Linked DNA regions of Mus musculus: region 2 is linked to region 1. Evidence: chromatin contacts called from public HiChIP or PLAC-seq data. All regions are on one chromosome and are shown on one strand. The core of a region is the stretch at or near the end of the contact, and the rest is flanking DNA. Distances in the headings are between cores, read along the strand shown.

Region 1 (2,996 bases), core at 163-2,662:
GAGTTTGATTTCCAGCATACAGACATGGCAGATCACATTCATCTCTAAGCCCAGTTCCAGGGGATATGACGCCTTAGCCTGGCCTTTGTGGGTACCATATATGCACATGGTACACAATATACATGCAGGCAAATGTTCATACACATAAAATTTTAAAAAATACATCTTTTAGAGGAAAAGAAAACTAAGGGTCATGTTTGAAATCAGAGTTGGCACATGGTACCATGTCTGTGTCAGGAAAGAGTGCACAGGGGTGAGAGGAGGAGGCTGTGGGAGACACAAGGGTCATGGGAGGTTTGGCTATCAGGGGAGGCTGCTATGGAGATGTCCAGGTACTCGTGTCTGCTGGAGATGAAAGGATTTCATGCATTAGATCAATTCTGAATTTGTCAGGGAGCCACACAGAGGGAGAGAGGAAGATTCCAAACAATTCAAGCTCAACTTAATAAGACAACTGTCAACAAGACATTACAGCTGGGGCTGTCAGATAACTTCCCGCTGCCAACGTGAGAGAGGGTTTCAGCCACATGTAGATGGACAGGGAGAGCAAAGGGAACTCGGTATGTGCACATCCTGTCTGCTGGTGCATGCCAAAGTGGAACGTGAGGAAAATATACGGCAACATCAAAGTACATGAAGACACACTCTAAACACTCAGAGGATGTACAAACCCTGGAGGTAATTTATTACAGAAACCAAAGCCAAATTAAGAAAACAGTCTTGTTACTGTGACACAAGGAGACATAACTTCTACATACTATATACTCACAGCACCAGGGCAATACATTAGTGTGACAAATTGGGATCAAGGAACCACAATTTTTTTTTAAATAAAAGATGAAAATATCACATCATTTTTATCTCAAACAGAATCAGTAATGAGCAAAAGTATTACTGAAAAATCAGTAGTTCGTGGTATAAGCAGGGGCAAGGACACAGCTGTGCAAGCTCTTGTCTGGAATTTACAAAGCCTGAGGTCCCACCCCAACACTGTAAGGAAAGCTTTGGAGATTAATTAATTATATGTCTAGAGCATTAGACAAAGAGTTCTCATAATCTCTACAGCCAAGAGACACACATTAAAAACTTCCAATATACTTGTGCAGACACTGTTGGAATTAAAATGTAAGAATAAGCATTAAGAGCATGAAAATTCTCAACACCATTAGCTATCAGGGAAATCTGAACTGAAGCTGTGAGATAGCATTTCATACTGACTAGAGGGCTAACTTCAAAGATTGATTGTGCTAAGCACTCGCAGTGACAAACAACAACCAGAGCTCTTAGATGCTGCTAGCAAGAATAGGCAGCAATGTCAGACATCTTTCAAAATGAAAATCTAACATATGATTCCTCCTCAGAAATGCCACATTAGCACTTAGCTTAGAAAAGCAGTGAGGCAGGAAGTGTACATCCAGGCTGGGTGTGGCGGCCACAGGGTACTGCAAGCACTTGAGAGGCAGAGGCAGGAGGATCACAGGAGCTCAAAGTCAGGCAGCATCCTTCATCCAGCCCTTACTTGAAGAAAAAGTTAATATCTAGCCAAAAGTTGTTCATAAGGGAATTTATCTCACAGTCAATAAAAATATGCAAGGACACCTATAAAATGAACTACAAACTTTCCTTTGGAGAAAAAAAATTAAAAAACTATAACAGGAAAACAATTTAAGCTTAAGAGATCAAGAATGAAAAATCAGTTTAAATGTGTATTCAAAGGATGATTTAAAACTGAATGAAATGTGAAACAAGTGACAGCAATTCCTAAAGATATAATACACAGCAAAATATACAAAAAAATGCATTTAAATCCCAAATTGTATAAAATTTCCCACTCCTCTAAAGGGAGACCACACACGTGTTTGCATTTCCCTCAGCAAAGGAGAAAAGCTGAGGAAGTGAAGCCAGCCTGGCTCCTCTGAGGCCAGGCGCAGCGAGCAGAGAAGGAGGAGTAAGGAGGAGCTGGGCTGGACAAGGGCAGCATTCCGCGGGTAGAGTGCGTTCCCTACCATGCTACATAGCTAGCTTGAGGGTAACGGAGTGTACACGATTCCCTGTGTCAAAGAGTGCAGAACAGGCATGGAAACCAACAACTGAGAAATGGGACCTCGTGAAGCTAAAACGTTCCTGTACAGCAAAGGGCACCAAGACACTGAAGACACTGTACAGAATGGACGAGTCTTAACCAGCTGTACATCTGACAAAGAGTTAACATGAAGCATTTACAAAGAACTCAAAAAAAATATCAAACACCAACTGGGAGGTTTGTGCCCAATTTAAAACTGGGGCATGGAATTAAACAGAGTTTTCAAAAGGAGAGAGAGGGAGAGGGAGAGGGAGAGGGAGAGGGAGAGGGAGAGGGAGAGGGAGAGGGAGAGGGAGAGGGAGAGAGAGAGAGTGTTAAGAAACACAAATGGCTGAGAAATATTTCAAAATATTTTAAACATCCTTGGCTATCAGAGAAATATAAATTTAAACTACTTTGAGATTTCATTCTGTGCAACTTACAATAGCTAAGATTTTTTTTTTAATGACAACAAATATTGGCTTGGATTTGAGAAAGAGGAACACTTATTCACTGTTGGTGAGAGAGCAAACTGGTTCCCCAAAAGCTAGAAACAGATGTAGCATACAATCCAGCTGCATGACTCCTGAGACATTCCCAAAGGACTGTATGTATACCCACTCCTGAAATATTTGACCATCCATGTTCATTGCAGCTCTACTCATAATAGCCACAAAACGGAGACAGCATAGATGTTCACCCACTGAGGAATGGATAGTGGAAATGTGGTACATTTACACAATGGTCTATTATTTACTAATAAAGAAAGATGAAACCATGCAATCTGCAGGTAAATGGGGAGAGCCATGAATAATTATTGAGTGTAGTGACTGACCCAGAACCACAAATGCTGCATGTTCTCTCTCCTATATGGATGCTAGCTATGAACATCCAGATGTGTGTGCTTAAATTACAGTACCCAAAGAGGTTAGAA
Region 2 (2,996 bases), core at 134-2,633, 390 kb before region 1:
GATGCCACTTGATCCCATAAAGCAGGGCATGTTACTTTGGGATCAGGTTCCCCTGGGGTCTCCCTTTAAATTTTGATGTTGTTATTTTGTGTGTGTGGATATTATGACTTATTAATGTTTGTGCAGTGTGGTGCCGAAGGAGGCCAGAAGAGGGCATCAGATCCCTTGGACAGGGGTTACTAATAATTGTGAGCTGCCATGTGGATGCTGTGACTCAAACTCAGGTTCTCTGGAAGAGCAGCCAGTGCTCTTAATGGCTAAGCTATCTGTTACACCGCTCCCTTAATTAAAGCATACAGGTAATCTAATTCAGCAGTTGTTTTTCTACAACCCAATGTCTTTCGGCTAGTCTTTATTCTTCTCTTTCAAATTCAATTTACAATAAACAGAAAGATCGTGGATTAAAGGAGTGTGCTAGGGCTAAGCCACACGTGTAGAGATAGTTTTTTCTAGTATACAACCTCGGGATTCACAGTATGATCAAATATCCTGCAACAGAGTATTTAAATAAGAGCTATTTATTACAGGCATATATTCCTCCCTACATGTTATTTTTAAGGCACTAAGTTGTGGTCTTATTACAACGAATGGTTCTTAGGCACTAATTAAAAAAAAAAATTTAAGCCGGGCGTGGTGGCACACGCCTTTAATCCCAGCACTCGGGAGGCAGAGGCAGAGGCAGAGGCAGGCAGATTTCTGAGTTGGAGGCCAGCCTGGTCTACAAAGTGAGTTCCAGGACAGCCAGGGCTATACAGAGAAACCCTGTCTCGAAACAAACAAACAAACCAAAAAAATCTAAAAGTTTAAGGTTATCCTGACTCTTCCCCAATTCAAACATCTGTAAATAACCATGCAGATCTAAATTTGAAAATCTTTAAGAAAGGGCTGGCAAGATGGCTCGCTCATCAGGTAAAAGCTCCTACCACCAAGTTGAAGACTGGGTACCTGCATTAGTGAGAGAACTGATTCCCACAAACTGACCTCTAGGTTCACCTGGCATGCACACAAATGTAATGTTAAAAATTCAAGAATAAAAGATAAGCCATGTCTCACTTGACAAGAAGTTTCCACTTATGTGGCGTAAATGCAACTTTGAACCGATTTGAACCTGAACTAAGCAGTACATGGGCCTGACTAGGGATTGGAGCGATCACTAACCACAGACAAAACTCGTTTGTGGTTGGGCCCAGCAGGCTTGAACCCTATGTGGAGTTTGACCTATCTGGCAACTCCCGTCTCTCAAGAACCACATTCCAGGGCTCTCTCTTCTCTAAAGCCCTCACTCGGCGCCGCGAGTTAGCTATAGCCCGTAGTCGCCCACTTCCTCCAGGAGAGATTCAGATCTTCCCATCATGCCGCGGGAGCGCGCTGGGCCCCAGAGTGCACTGCGCGTGCGTGCGAGCGCGCGCGCAGCCCCACTCCCTTGCGGCCGCGGGAAAATTCCAAACACGTCAAAACAAAAAAAGTTCCGTGAGGCTGTGCCAAGTTTTCAAGCCGCAGAAGCCGGGCGGTGGCTTCTTTTCCGCCGCGGCCCAGTCTGCTGAGGCAGCTCTGGGTGAGGACCACCCGGGAAGACCGCCGTTTCCTGCTAGGGCAGAGAAGACTCGCGAGAACGTGCGCCCGAGTCTCAACGTGGGCGAGCCGCGCTCCCGCGGCGCGGTGGAGCTGAGGCAGGACGGTGAGAAGCTACGGTGGGCGGGTGCGAGCCGCGGGAGGGCGGGGCGGGATGTGGGGGGTTGGGGGGGGGGGAAGATATAGCCCGGCAGGAGGCGGGGCCTGGCGGGAGGCGGGGCTAGAGCCAGGTGGGAGGTGAGGCCGACGGTGAGGGGCGTGGCTAATCGGGGAGTTGAACCCAGCTTGGCAGTGGCCGACAGACGCGGTGGGCGTGACCACACGGAAACTGATCTCGGCGGGAGCCCGCACGACTTAGAGGGGCCGCTCCACAAGGGAGAGGAGCCGGAGGGGGGCTGCGCCATCGCAGATGAGCCCGGCGGGGCGGGACCGACAGTGAGGGGTGGGGTCTAAGGCCCAAGGTGAAGCTTGGTGAGCTTGGCTCGCGGCGATGGTAGAGAGGCATCTGTCCTTTACCCTTCGTCCCCATTTATTTTTATTTTTATTGTTTTAAGCAAATCCTCTCCCTCTGGTTTCAACGTAGCCGCAGGTACTTTTGGAAGGACTGGGGCAAAGGTGAAGCTTATTGCTCGCCATCCATTAGAGCAGCTCTGCTCAGGGTCTCAAGATCGCCCTCCCACAGCTGCTTGAGTGACAGGCCCAGAGGCCCATTCAAGGCCTGAGAGTGTTTAATGCTTGTGTCTTGCTGTCTTGCTGCCTTACTGGAACAGTTTTTAGGTGCTTGGGCTTGGAGGGGGTGCTGGATGAAAATCTTGGAACAGGCCAATGATATTGAAGACCTCTGTGTGCCTGGACTTTTCCTCTAGTATGAGATGATTCGAAAAATCCCATCCCTCATTAAATTAATCTAAGCGGGTGTGACCGACGTGAGATACCTATTTGTGGATGGCCCTCGCCTTTAGGGTGCTTCCAAATGGCAGATTTAACGCTCACAATTGAACAACTGGCGGTTATGTGTGTGTATGTAGAGGCCAGAGGTGGTGTCAGGAGTGCCCCATCTTTCCCTCCTTATTCGTCCCCCGCCTCTCCTCACACCCATCACATTTGGCTTGTAGGTCACCTGACTTTGCAAGCCCTTGGGGTTATGCCTTTCTCTGCCTCCCCATTGCTGAGATGACAAATGTGGGCCACACACTTAAAACCTTAAATACACACGCACACACAGCAACGAACGTGTGTTCTGGGGATAGAATTCATGTTCTCATGCTTGTAATGGCAGGCATCTTATCAACTGAGCTAGCTCCCCAGCCCTCTTCAGTGTTCCCTTGTGTGAGTGGTCATGGCACGTATGTTGTTGTCCATGTGAAGCTGTATGCACATTTTAAATGAATGGGGCTCTTAACTGCTTCCATATTTTGGCAAAT

What was found. HiChIP or PLAC-seq counts read pairs in DNA pulled down with a chosen protein or histone mark.
Region 2: a contact with region 1 is called in an H3K4me3 HiChIP or PLAC-seq map of bone marrow-derived macrophages, with 3 times the contacts expected there. The contact joins the promoter of Fancc here to the enhancer-like site in region 1. A contact is called at or near these places in 2 of 484 Hi-C or Micro-C datasets (the C10 cell line and pre-B cells) and 5 of 115 datasets of contacts at active chromatin or transcription factors (bone marrow-derived macrophages, embryonic stem cells and pancreatic cancer cells).

What each region holds. Positions count from the first base shown.
Region 1 is chr13:63,037,062-63,040,057 of GRCm38.p6, reverse strand. All of the region lies in intron 3 of Aopep (aminopeptidase O), which reads right to left. Among named protein-coding and RNA genes, the nearest start is that of Gm46422, 56 kb to the left of the region's middle. Within about 2 kb of position 1,412, at least 21 of the 459 cell types and tissues checked have an H3K27ac peak or open chromatin away from gene starts, as enhancers often do. A contact at or near this core is called in bone marrow-derived macrophages, where this site is marked.
Region 2 is chr13:63,430,132-63,433,127 of GRCm38.p6, reverse strand. It overlaps Fancc (Fanconi anemia, complementation group C), which reads left to right and starts at 1,383. Exons shown (of 15, transcript NM_007985.3): 1 at 1,383-1,678.